2 separate regions of the Danio rerio genome follow, and region 1 is linked to region 2. Evidence: chromatin contacts called from public HiCAR-type data. All regions are on one chromosome and are shown on one strand. Each heading gives the region's core, a stretch centred on a gene start, on an enhancer-like site or on the middle of the called end of the contact. The rest is flanking DNA. Distances are from core to core; before and after follow the strand shown. Region 1 holds the start of cryzl1 (crystallin, zeta (quinone reductase)-like 1). Region 2 holds the start of pknox1.2 (pbx/knotted 1 homeobox 1.2).

What was found. HiCAR-type assays count read pairs that join an accessible place to other places.
Region 1: a HiCAR-type map of caudal fin shows a contact between it and region 2, with 4 times the contacts expected there. The contact joins the promoter of cryzl1 here to the promoter of pknox1.2 in region 2. A contact is called at or near these places in 1 of 18 Hi-C or Micro-C datasets (embryo) and 2 of 4 datasets of contacts at active chromatin or transcription factors (caudal fin and embryo).

The regions. Positions count from the first base shown.
Region 1 is chr1:50,394,354-50,400,565 of GRCz12tu, forward strand. It overlaps cryzl1 (crystallin, zeta (quinone reductase)-like 1), which reads left to right and starts at 4,370. Exons shown (of 12, transcript NM_001002633.1): 1 at 4,370-4,735; 2 at 5,648-5,725. The coding sequence starts at 4,673. It also overlaps a transcript of itsn1 not described here.
Region 2 is chr1:50,290,013-50,296,442 of GRCz12tu, forward strand. It overlaps pknox1.2 (pbx/knotted 1 homeobox 1.2), which reads right to left and starts at 1,321. Exons shown (of 11, transcript XM_702776.8): 1 at 1,260-1,321. si:dkey-22n8.3 reads right to left here. Exons shown (of 6, transcript XR_012408083.1): 2 at 5,856-6,430; 3 at 4,273-4,336; 4 at 4,034-4,158; 5 at 3,027-3,113; 6 at 1,343-1,427. It overlaps LOC141386345 (a long non-coding RNA gene), which reads left to right and starts at 785. Exons shown (of 3, transcript XR_012408173.1): 1 at 785-1,437; 2 at 2,989-3,072; 3 at 3,989-4,456.

The sequences.
Region 1 (6,212 bases), core at 3,120-5,619, 110 kb after region 2:
CGTTACATAAAATGGATTATTCAGCACAGTATCAAATAAAACATGCAATTTTTATAAGAATTCCTCTCGTTTTGTTAAAATTATTAAGAGTTTGGCAATTATTATGCCTGTGCATGTAATATGATGTATAATATCCTTTTCCAAAATGTATCTTATTTACTCTTCAACGCTACCTCTCGTCTGACATGTCTTACCCTGAAATGTGTGATGTTTGTTTATGGTCAAATCAAGACTTGATTTTGATTATCATCATCATCATCATAAGTTTTTGTAATTTGCACTGTTTGCAGGAAAGTGGAGTAGTTGTGTGTTCTATATTTAAAGTAGAGCTTGGTATCAATTTAAATGTACCAATTTGATTCAATTCTGATTCCCAATCTCCTATTTTGATCTCATTCCATTCTTAATCTTATTCTAGATTTGATTCAGTGAAAATAGATTTTATAAAAATGCAATTTATATTTCCAAAATCCTCAAACTGACATTTCCACATTACAGACACATAGTTACTTTCTGCCTTTTAAACCCCTACTTAAATAACTTCAAAAAGCAAATCAACCAATACAGGGCTCGAAATTAACCTTTTTCCTTGGTAGCACCGGTACTCCTAACTTCAAAAATGTAGGCCCATCAGACAAAATTTAGTTGCACCCACCAAAAATTGTGAGTCAAATTATGACTGTTCCCTGAAAACTCAGTCCCACCGGCTCTACAGTGAATGCTTTAGTCATTTTCATAGCGGACTTTAACCACTGGAAGTCTTTTATCCACTCGTCGAAAAGTGTAAATGCTGGATTGACATTCATTACATGATCACTAATCAGATGTGCCATTATTTGTAACTTTAGGTGGTTTCTAAAACCACATCTGTCAGTGTTGTTTTCATTCTCTCGTATCCAGACCTTTACATTTTCGCGGCTGGATCTCGATGTCATCGAAACTGAGTAATTAAGAGCTGATGTTAACCAATCTAATCGCCTTATGTTCTAACGCAGTGGGCCAATAAGAAGAGCTTGAAGGTGGGACAAGCAATGGGGGCTTTGTTTCCTGCAGCAAGTTGACATGTCAACTATTTTAAACCATTCCCGAGCGCTGCGTTTGGTGTTTTTTTGCTGTGAAAACTGGTAGCACGATAACAATTTTATGCACTCGCACAAATGCTCCCAAATATATTTTGCGGTTGCATAGAAAAAATTTCAGGCCCTCTAATAAAATTCCATTATTCTGCCAAATGTTATTTATTTCATTGGTTGTTTGAAGACTCTAATAAATAAGTTTCCTTTTTGGAGGCCTGTCAATTGATATTTGTAAATGAATTCATACATCTACAAATATAAATTGGCATGCCTCAATAAAAGCCTGATAATAATATGCAGATATGCTTTCTCATTTACATTAGAGTGACTATGACAGTCTGGGTAATGTTTAGACATATTTCATTTTAATATTAACAATGTTAGATTTACATTTGAATATTATAAAAACTTTAAACACAATTACAAACACAAAACATTCTTCAATAGTGCTTAAAATTTTGATCAACGTTGGTTGCACTTCTACAGCACTTGGGCCTGTCATATTTGAATACCCGGGTACATCCTAGCAACCAAAAATCTAACCTTAGATCAGTTTGTGAGGTCACATTTCAAGTCTACCGCTTAAGTCCTGTGATCAAGGAACGCGTGTATAAACCAGGAGCTGAACAGGTTTAAGACCAGCCTGACCTGAGGGAAAGTCTCCAGCTGCACAGCTCATAAGATCTCGTAAACCACCCTCCAATCTGACAGTGTTTACATACTATACAGGACTGTGGCTTAAAGACAAAGCACCCAAATCCACTGCCAGACTGCACTACAGGATCTGAGCCTTAATCACCAGACATAATCACAGGATAATAACCCATGTTTCTCCTGGCTAGTATGCATACACACAAACACACATGTGCACTGGAGAAAAGATGGAGTCGTCATCATCATGCACACTTGAGCATCTCCATATGCAAGTGCTACAGATGAGACCTGCAGCCATGTGAGAAGATGAGCTGGTGGTCTTCACTGACCAAACTCACTCTTTCTACATCCTACATGTAACACACATGTCCTCAGCCCTCTCGAGGTCCTAATAATCCACTATATCCATGTGTTTTACCACAGAGGTGCAGTTTTTGAGCTGCTGTCACTGATAAAAACATACCAGCAGCCGTTAGCAAGACTGCTAACTAAACCAGTAAATCAGAGCAGAGGTTTAACGTTAGCTGCAATCTCGGCGTGGAGAAGGGGAGCTTACAGAGGCCTGTTTTTATGAATAAATGACTATTGTACTTATTGATGCGGTTTCTGAATGGAAATGACCGTTGGAGTGACCGTTGCAGAGCATATGCTAGTGTATGGAGACGAAGCGCGCCCTGAAATCCTACAGATTCCTCCTCCTCCTCCTCCCGCAGTCACTGTCATAAAAAGGACAATCGGCCTGAGCTCAAAAACAGTCTTCTTACCTCATCATTCAGTTTCCATTATGACTCCAGCACTCTGCGAGGGAATCAACTAAAGGGGCATGAGGTGACAGGCGGAGGCTCTTCTGTCCTTTTTTGACGCTCGAGGTAAATTCCAGGCGTTATTTGGCTGCTGCTTGTGTGGCTCCTCGTTTCCTCTGTGCAGCTTCGCTAGTAGTGAAGTAAAAGGGGGAAAATGAAACGTGCGGACGTCATTGGGGCGTCCGAGTCTGCCTGTTTACTGCACATAGAGGGCGCTCTGCGGCCCAAATTAACCCATAGCACTTATATATCTCTTACAAGAAAATAATAATAATAATTCATAAAAATATAATAATTAATAAAAAATAATGCAAATAATAGCACTTTTATATCTTTTACAAGATAATAATAATAATTAATAAAAATGTAATTAATACAAAAATAATAATACCTAAAACGTGAAAACAAGATAAATAAATAAATAAATAAATGTGGCATTAGCAATAAACAAAAAGAGAAAAAAAAGAACAAAAACAAATTTAAAAGATATCCTTAGAAAGGTTGTCAAAATGCATAATAACCCGATAGCGCTTCTGTTTACTGCATACAGTAGAATCTTAAAGGGATAGTTTGGCCAAAAATAAACATTTACTCATTATTTTCTTGCCTTCACTTGGTTCTAAACCCTTTTTATTTATTTTATTATTATTATTTTATTTTATTTTTTGCTGAACTTAAAACAAGATATTTTGAAGAATGCTGAAATTCGGTAACCATTGAGTTCCATAGTATAAAAAAACAAACAAGTACTATGGAAGTCAACGGTTACCAGTTTCCAGCTTTCTTCAGAATATCTTCTTTTGTGTTTGGGGCCCACTAAAGGCCTCAGTAAATTTCCAGATGATTTTCTAAAGTAAGAAAAAATCAGGTTCACTATAAGATAAAATGGCTTACATCAAGATTTAAGTTTTATTTTATTTTAATTTGTCATTTATTTAAAAACTGAAGTAAAAGCAAAACACAGGAATATTAAAATTACTGGAGCTTCTAAATTTCTAATGATGTTAAGTTTTTTTTTATTAATTTCAACAATCTAATGTGTAAATTGTAAAACAATTTTGAAGGGCGTCCAGGTCACAAAGTCCTATAATTCATTAATTTTCTTTTTGGCTTAGTTCCTTTATTATTCAGAGGTCGCCACAGCAGAATGAACCACCAACTAATCCCAGTAATGGGTTGCGGCTAGAAGGGCATCTGCTGCATAAAATTCATATGCCAGAATAGCTGGCGGTTCATTCCGCTATGGCGACCCCTGATTAATAAGGGACTAGCTAAGCCTAAGATAAAATAATAAATGATTATTACATAAGTTATTCTGTGAATTTTTTTTTCTTGCATAGAAATTATACTACAAAAATAATTATTACAAATGTTTCCCCCAGGTGTGCGTGTTAATTATTTTAAAATAAATAATTTATATTTACATATTTAAAAAAAAAACGTTAATATTGTGCCTTGTGAATTTCCCATGACGTCATTGTCATTTTTTTATTAAGTGTCACGTATGAAACGTCGCAATTTATTGATATGTTATTAGGGTTTATTGACTTGACATTATTTGGTGGAAATATCCAAGTGTTTCTCAGTGATTTTCTTGCTGCATAAAACATATGCTGGATAGGTTGGCGGTTCATTCCGCTGTCGCGACAACAGATTAATAAAGGGACTAAGCCAAATAATGAATGGATGAATATCCAAGCGGTTATCTAACATAATCTCCCACACATCGCGGCGTTTGTCGTTGTCCTCTCTACCCGTTTCCATTTCGACTCACCCTACGTCACTCATTTCGAGTCACGTGCAGGAAATGAACAAAACACTACCGCAGTCAGTCAGCTACAGGCAAATATATATCATACATCATAACAGATGCAGATATTTTATCACCGATCTTGGCGTTTTTAACAGAGACACGCCAGTTATAGAAGGGAAAACAATAGCTTAGATGCTTTACAAGGATGACGTATTCCGGTTGATTTGGACCTTGAGTTTTTGAGTTAGCAGAAAAGATTTAAAGCATGCATTAAATGACATTCAAGTATTATTTCAATATAAAGTATTACGGAATTCAGGTTGTTGCTATTACTTGTATTACCTGTTAAGTGGGCATTAGTCGATTTAAATACAGCTAGAATTGCCATGAAGGGACTTTACTGCAAACCAGGAGACCAAGAAGATGTCAAGTTTGTCTTACAGGAGACGGTGAGAGCTTTCACAGTATCTGTTGGATTTATTTTTATGTCATTTTTAAAATCTGTGTATGGGTCAAAGAGAAAAAATATACATTATTCATTCATTCATTTTCTTGTCGGCTTAGTCCCTTTATTATTCTGGGGTCGCCACAGCAGAATGAACCGCCAATTTATCCAGCACGTTTTTAAGCAGCGGATGCCCTTCCAGCCGCAACCCATCTCTGGGAAACATCCACAAACACTCATTCACGCACACTCATACACTACGGACAATTTAGTCTACCCAATTAACCTGTACCGCATGTCTTTGGACTGTGGGGGAAACCGGAGCACTCGGAGGAAACCCACGCGAACGCAAGGAGAACATGCAAACTCCACACAGAAACGCCAACTGAGCCGAGGATCGAACCAGCGACCTTCTTGCAGTGAGGCAACAGCACTACCTACTGCGCCACTGCTTCACCCTAAAATATACATTATAAAAATATAAATAAAGTTGGCGCCAGTGGTGTAGTGGTTAGCACGGCGACCTGAGTTCGATTCCCGCCTCGCGGTGCTATGCCGATCCTTCCCCTCTCTCTGCTCCCCATGCATGCCTGTATTCTGTTTAATTTATTTGAAAGCTTCTATTATTATATTATTTACTTTTATTTTCTAAAGTCCCCAGCTAATCTGATTGATTCTTATCTGATTATGATCTTCTGATTCTGAATAGCCATTTAGAGTAACAATAGTTTAATTACCTCAAAACTCAGCCATTCTTGTCAAATCTGTTATGTGAAATGATGACGGAACATTATTTTGCTAGTTTATTTATTTTAGCAAAAGTTATTTAAAAAATATTTGCTTGTATTTAATATACTTTCTTCATCATGTACAATCAGTCTAATCGTTTGATGCCCTTTCTGTTTTTTTCTGACAGAGTTTACCCACTAACATTGGCAACCATCAGGTCAAAGTTCAAGTAAAGAGCTGTGCACTAAGTCCAGTTGATTTTAAGGTATGCACACATACACACACACATCTTTGTTTTTCTGAATTGTGGGGACATTCCATTGGTTTTTATACATGTATGATGCAAATTGTATTTACTTTTGCCCAAACCTAACCTTACCCCTTGGGTTGGGTTAGGGCAGGGGTGTCCAAACTCGGTCCTGGAGTGGCTCCCTGCAACACACCTGACTGGAACTTTCTAGTGTACCTAAACAGCTTGATTGGAGTGTTCAGGTGTGTTTAATTGGGGTTGGAACTGAAATATGCAGGACACCGGCCCTCCTGGACCAAGTTTGGGCACCCTAGGTTAGGGCAATATAAAATACAACTTGTATATTATTAAAACAATGGAAATCAATGGAATGTCCCCACAGTTCACAAAAACAAAGTGTGTGCAGTTTTACTTAATGCTTAAACTCATGTTTTCATAAATTACCATCTCCTTGTAATATCTTTGTCTCATCATGTCATGTCATTTTACACACATTTGTTTC
Region 2 (6,430 bases), core at 71-2,570:
GTGCAGTTAACAACATAAATACCATTTTTGATATTTTACTATTTAATATAATTGCAACGTTTGAAAATGAACTTTGAACTTTTTTTACACACTCCTATTAAATATACATATAAATAGAAATAGTAGTTGTAAAAAATACATTTCAGCAAATGTTTCTCACTTTATATGATGGTAAACAGTTCATAACAACATTTACGCTGATTTCATATTGTATTATTACAACTGAAAAAGAGCAAAATTACATACATTTCAGCGTTTTGGCACATTTCATATGGTATTATTAAAACTGATAGTAGAGAAATCAAAATTACATGAATTCTAGCAACTTGTGCACTTTATTAGCTCAATTGTACACAACTACATGTGCTGTCAATCAAAACTTTGTGCTTTACTGAAGTGATGTGTACAGATAACGTTGCCTTCCATTAGCTTTCTTCGACATACCAAAACAAAACAATGTTTTACATCCATAACCACAGCAACATCTGCAGTGCTTTCAGATGAATACGAACCGGCGATATAAATAGCAGCATCATTAAATATAGCCGTGAGGGATCTGCACTGCAACGCGCCTTCAGCAAGCGAGTGATTATGTCTTCGAACACCTAAAAAGGCTCTCCATTTAAAAACAGAAGCGTTCACTCATTAATCATCTCAATTTCTCGTCACATCTTCGTCATGTCTATTTCTCCAGCAGCTCCAGATGACTGTATCTCATTCTCTCTATTACTGTAGGCGCCATGTTTGTCCGCTCAACAATCGCTACATGTTCATATCCATAGTCAGTGTTTTCATTCGAAGAGCCGAACGCCCGCGAAAACCTCTGACGCAATTAGTAAACGGTTACAATTATGCGTCATGACGAAAAAAAACTAAAACTCAGCCTTCAAGAGTTTTTTCCGACTTATAACGTCTTCAAATATCGCGTCTGTCTCTTTAAATATAATAAAAGGCTGCCCATAATCGCCTATCAATCAATCTAAGGGACATCGGGCTATCCCTCCCCACTAGAGCCGCCGCCATTCGCACTTCTACAAAAGATCATTAAAAAAAGAGCTGGGCCTTGACTGTGTGTGTACGTCGAGCCAGAAAATTTCCCCCGAAACCGCCGTCCAAACATCAGATTTGAGCCCAAAAGCCTCCAGACCGCGCGCCTCCCACGGAAGCTCGATCTTATGCGCCGAGTGCATTTTTAGCGCGCGGCCCAGATCGCCTGATTGATAGGGAGTCGGAAAAGAAGATTTTGAGTGACAGCTTACCTTAGTGCCAATCTTCGTCACAATGACAAGCGGCTGCAGCAATCGGGACCCGCAGTTCTTCCATGTCGTCACAGCGTAACGGCACGCAGGCAACTTTGCTCATGAATATTGATGAGGTGGGAGGAGACACGGCGGTGCAGGGGAAAAGTGCTCGCCCCCTGGAGACTTCTGTGCGGGGGTAACGGAGTTATGAAGTACAGTGCTCACATATTTGAGTACACCCCTCACAAATCTCTCATTTAAATCAATATTGTTCTGCTTTATGGTGTTATATCTGTGCATATACATTAGTTTGGTCAGTATTGAAGCCAAATCTGGAGCTAATCTAACAAAATAACTTACAATAATGGTTCAAAAATTAGTAAGCCAAATTTATGTGTTAGGGAAAATATGGAGTCAAATTAGGGCCACATATACTTGCAAAATAAAATAAAAAGATATTTGCAAACAAAAAATAAAGTATTGAGCAAAAAATAATTAAATGCAAATCTCAAAAAAAATTGAGAAATACATTTTGCTAACAAAAATAAAGAACTGCAAAGGGAAATTTTAGTTTTGAGAAATAAAATAATCTAGATAAACTGAAAAAAAATCAAGCATTGCAAAAAATAAAAAAAATAAAATATTTGCAATTAAAAATATACAAATATAGATCTTTTTGCAAAGCATATTTTATAGCATGACCTTTATTTACACAATTGCAATGCTCATTTGCTTTTTAGTCAACCGTGAGCGATACTGTTTTCACTTTGCACTACACATTTCTGCTCTTTTCACTTTGTAGCCCTAATTTGACAAGGGGGCGGAATCAAAGGAACTTGGGCGTTTACGGCAGACCGGTACCTGCCTCCATTTAAGCTTTGCATCATTTGCTTGCCAACCGTCATAAAACTTTGAAAGAAGAAGCTCAAGCAGAGCAGAGGCACAGGAGAGAAGTTCAGGTATATCTAACTGATAGATGATAGCCCCCTTGTCAAACCAGGGCCGCAAAGCGAATCATGCAGAAATGTACAGTACAAAGTGAAAACAACATTGCAAACTCACGGTTGACTAAAAAACAAATCAAAATGAGCATTGCAATTGACTGAACGGGTTTTGTAAAGGCGATGCAATAAAAATGTTTTGCAAATATTTACAGTTTTTTATAGTAAATATTTTAGTTTTTTTTTTTTTGCACTGCAGTTTTACTGTTGTTGTTTTTTTGCAAATTTCATTTTTATTTCTCAAAAATTAAATTTCGCTTTGCGATTTTTGAAGATTTGCATTTATTTATTTTTTTGCTCAATACTTTATTTTTTGTTTGCAAAACTTTCTTTTATTTTGCAAGTATATGTGGCCCTAGACTAACACCATAAAAAAATACTAAATAACATTTTCGAAAATAGCAAATCATGAGAAACAAAAAATAAATATAAACAATTTCGTTGAAATTTTTCTAGTTTGTAATTTTATTTGCATGAATTTAAATGTATTATCTTTCCATTTCTAAAGATGTCCTGTGACTAAAATAGTATTTCAATAAATATAATAAATCTGTTTTGTTCAAATGCACTAATATTTATAACCCATGTTCACTGAGAAATAGATCAAAATATTCATTTTCAAAATGGGGTGTGCTCATTAACACTAAGCACTGTATGTATTGCACATTATATATATATAAAAGAACATTTTGATAATGTTAAAGTTCAATATTTATTTTTGGTTTCCCTTTTGTTTTGTTTTGCAGTTCTGTAAGTGCATGGAAGACTTTTATAAAGTAATGACATTTAAAAGGAGCCCTCATCAATGATATACTCCTGACAATGCCGGGGTGAGCTTTTCATTTTGAGTCGCTTTCATCCAGTACAGGCTCTGGAAAAATAAAAATCGAAAAGTTAGTTCAATTTTAGTTTATAGTTTAGTATATAAGTTTAATATTCATTGTATACAGGATGTGAAATATACATTATTGATGAGGGGAGGTTAACTTTTATATTACTTTGTGTAATACATGCTACAGTGAATCAAATTAAATCAACACTGGAAACTGAACTGTTTAAATTTACTCTAATCTTCTATGTGATGCTGCATTGGCACAATCTGTAAAAGCACTATACAAATAAATATGAATTGAGTTGAATTGAATTAAAGGGGGGGGGGGGGTCAATTTCCCAATAAATCCCCCTGCAATTCACACCCTGATTGTATGTATGGAACAACGTTTTATACTCATTATATTACTATATTTATTTAAACATTTGAATTTGTCTGTATGTTTTATTATAAATGTATAGTTATGATAAACTGCGTTTTATAGTCATTTTTTTATGTGAAAAGTTGAATTTATTATTTTATGTTTATGTTTTGTTTTAAATGAATCTAAAATGTTTTTGGAGGGAATATGTAGTTATGTATGTTGCTCTTTATAGTATTGTATTTATTAATAAATGCACTTTTTTTTTACAAATTAATTACTTTTTAAATACAGATTAAATATATATTTATATTGCTTTATGTAACTTTTTAGGTATTTTTTAACAAATTCTATAATTCTTTTAATTTATTTACGTTTTGTTTTATTTAGATTTACTTATTTAATACTAATGTGTATATTTACCTAAATAAATTCCTAATTTTATTCTTATTTTTTTATTTTTAATAACTACATATCTCTTTATATATATTTCAAATTTTGTTGTATATGCCTTTTAAGTTTCTAAGGACCCCTGGCACTCCTTTGTTTACAGCCCAAGTTTGAAAAGCCTTCAAATAAATCCAAATGAAGTACCCACCAGAGAACTTAAATCCTGGGAAGTTTGTTAAGTCTCCACCACCGTAGAGTCTCTGGAGTTTGCTTAGTTCTTCGCTGAACGCTTTCTCATAGTCTGCTCCAGCATCTACAGGGCCAGCAGAGGCTCTATGGACACCATAAACAGGGTCAAATGTGCTGTTTAAAATATGTGAGAAGTTTGATCTACTGGAATGCTTGGAATGTTTTAATGTCATCTGATTTATGCAATGTTTTTCATACTGGCTCTTTGTGGAGTATTCCCGTATCTTGTGGAGAAAGAGTCTCTGTATTGGATCCAGCTGTTCTGCAGATTGAGAGGGAGAGATCACTGTTATTTGTCACAACTATCCCAAAATGTCAATATAATGCAGAATGCTTTAAATAGATGTGCTTTGAATGCCTTTGATAATAAAAAAATAGGAGTAATTTGACTGCTTTTCATGCTGAAAAGAAATTGAACAGAAAAAAGGTAAAAAAAACATTTAAAAAATGAAAAATTGATAATCATACTAAATGTGTCAAGAGACGTGGAGAAATTCACCCTCTTGTGGTGAAATTCAGAATAGTTCAAAGGAAGCAACGCCTCCACAACTCTGACTTTACCACAGACAACACCATTCTGATTAAATACTGTCAGCAAATATCTGTACTAAGAGAAGATGTTTACAGAAGCTGTATAGTTCTACACTTCATACAGATAGGTTTGTAAATTCATAGATGTGTCAGATTGAGACTGAAACTGTCTGCTTATGTTTGTGGCACAAATATATAATTTTTCATATATATTCCAAGTGACTTTTAATAGAACAAGATCTTTTCTATTACGTTTTTCTCCTGCAGAAAGATATTTTAAAACTGTCAAAACTGCCAAGGTCAATATTATAAGCCCCTTAACAAATTATTTTCAGAACAAACCTGTTTTCCAATAACTTGCCAAATTAACCTTATCTTGTTAACCTAATCAATTAAGCCTTTAAATCACACTTTTTTTATGAACTAATTAAACTACTGGCGCAAAATGAGGCAGTGGCACAGTAGGTAGTGCTGTCGCCTCACAGGAATAAGGTCACTGGTTCGAGCCTCGGCTCGGCTCAGTTGGCGTTTCTGTAAGGAGTTTGCATGTTCTCCCTGCGTTCGCGTGGGTTTTATCCAGTCTTATGCAGTTCATCAAACTCCATCTTTTAAAATCGAAATCGAAAGCAAAATAAAACAGTCTCCTCATAAAGCTGGCTTATCAGCGTGCTGCATTAAAAACATGGTTTGATTCTTAGTTTTGGCGAAAGTGGCATTTAGAGGCTTTTGCATCTGAACTCTTCATATATATATATATTTATATATATATAAAAATGCGCATATATACATATATATATATATACATATACATATACATATATATATATATATATATATATATATATATATATATATATATATATATATATATATACATACACATATATATATATATACATACACATATATATATATATATATATATATATATATATATATATATATATATATATATATATTTATATATATATATATATATATATATATATATGCACATTTTTTACATAATTTACAGGGTAAATTTGGCTTAAAACAAAAGTTTTTTTTTTTTTTTTTTTAAATGAAACCCTTTTGTACTGATAAGCATTTTAAGCTCACAGGGCAGCTCACACAAACATAAAACAAAGATTTTTTGAATCTTAAACATGTTGCATTGTATTTCATCAAATAACTTACACAAAAAAGTAAATGGTGCAAACAACAACAAAATACTAAATCGTTGGTAAAATATAGATTAAGTTGAAACATACCCTCAGGCAGCATCTCGGCTGCTTCTGTCTGGTTCTCTTCCACTAAAATATCCGTTTGTGCAAGAACTGGGTCCTTCAGACTGATGGAGCTTTGAACATTGGCAGACATTTCTGACAATCCATCAACCTTTACGGCTTTACAGGCGGATACAGTCCCAGCAACTGAAAGATCGTCAGTTGATTTAAATAAAGAGACTCCTGCGATATACTCAGTAGATGGAGAGACTTGACAAACCTCTCCAGATCTACTACAGAAAGCTTCGGAAATATCTTGTATGGCTGAGCCATCTGGTAAAGACTCTGGAAATGCCTGATTGAGGATCTGTCCATCAGAAGATTGTTTGTCTGCAATGACATTTGAAGACCAGTTAGGAAAGTGTTGAGGGAGAGGTTGTGGATAGTTTTGTGCTTGTGCAATGTTCACATTCACGTTGACGTCTTCTGAAAGACAACGCAGCTCTTCTCCTTGAAACACAGATGAAACTTCAGGAGTTGTCATGATAGCATCAGCCATGTTGACGGTCTCTTCACAAGCAACTACCTGTGGTGTGTGTTCATCAAAAGCATCATGATTC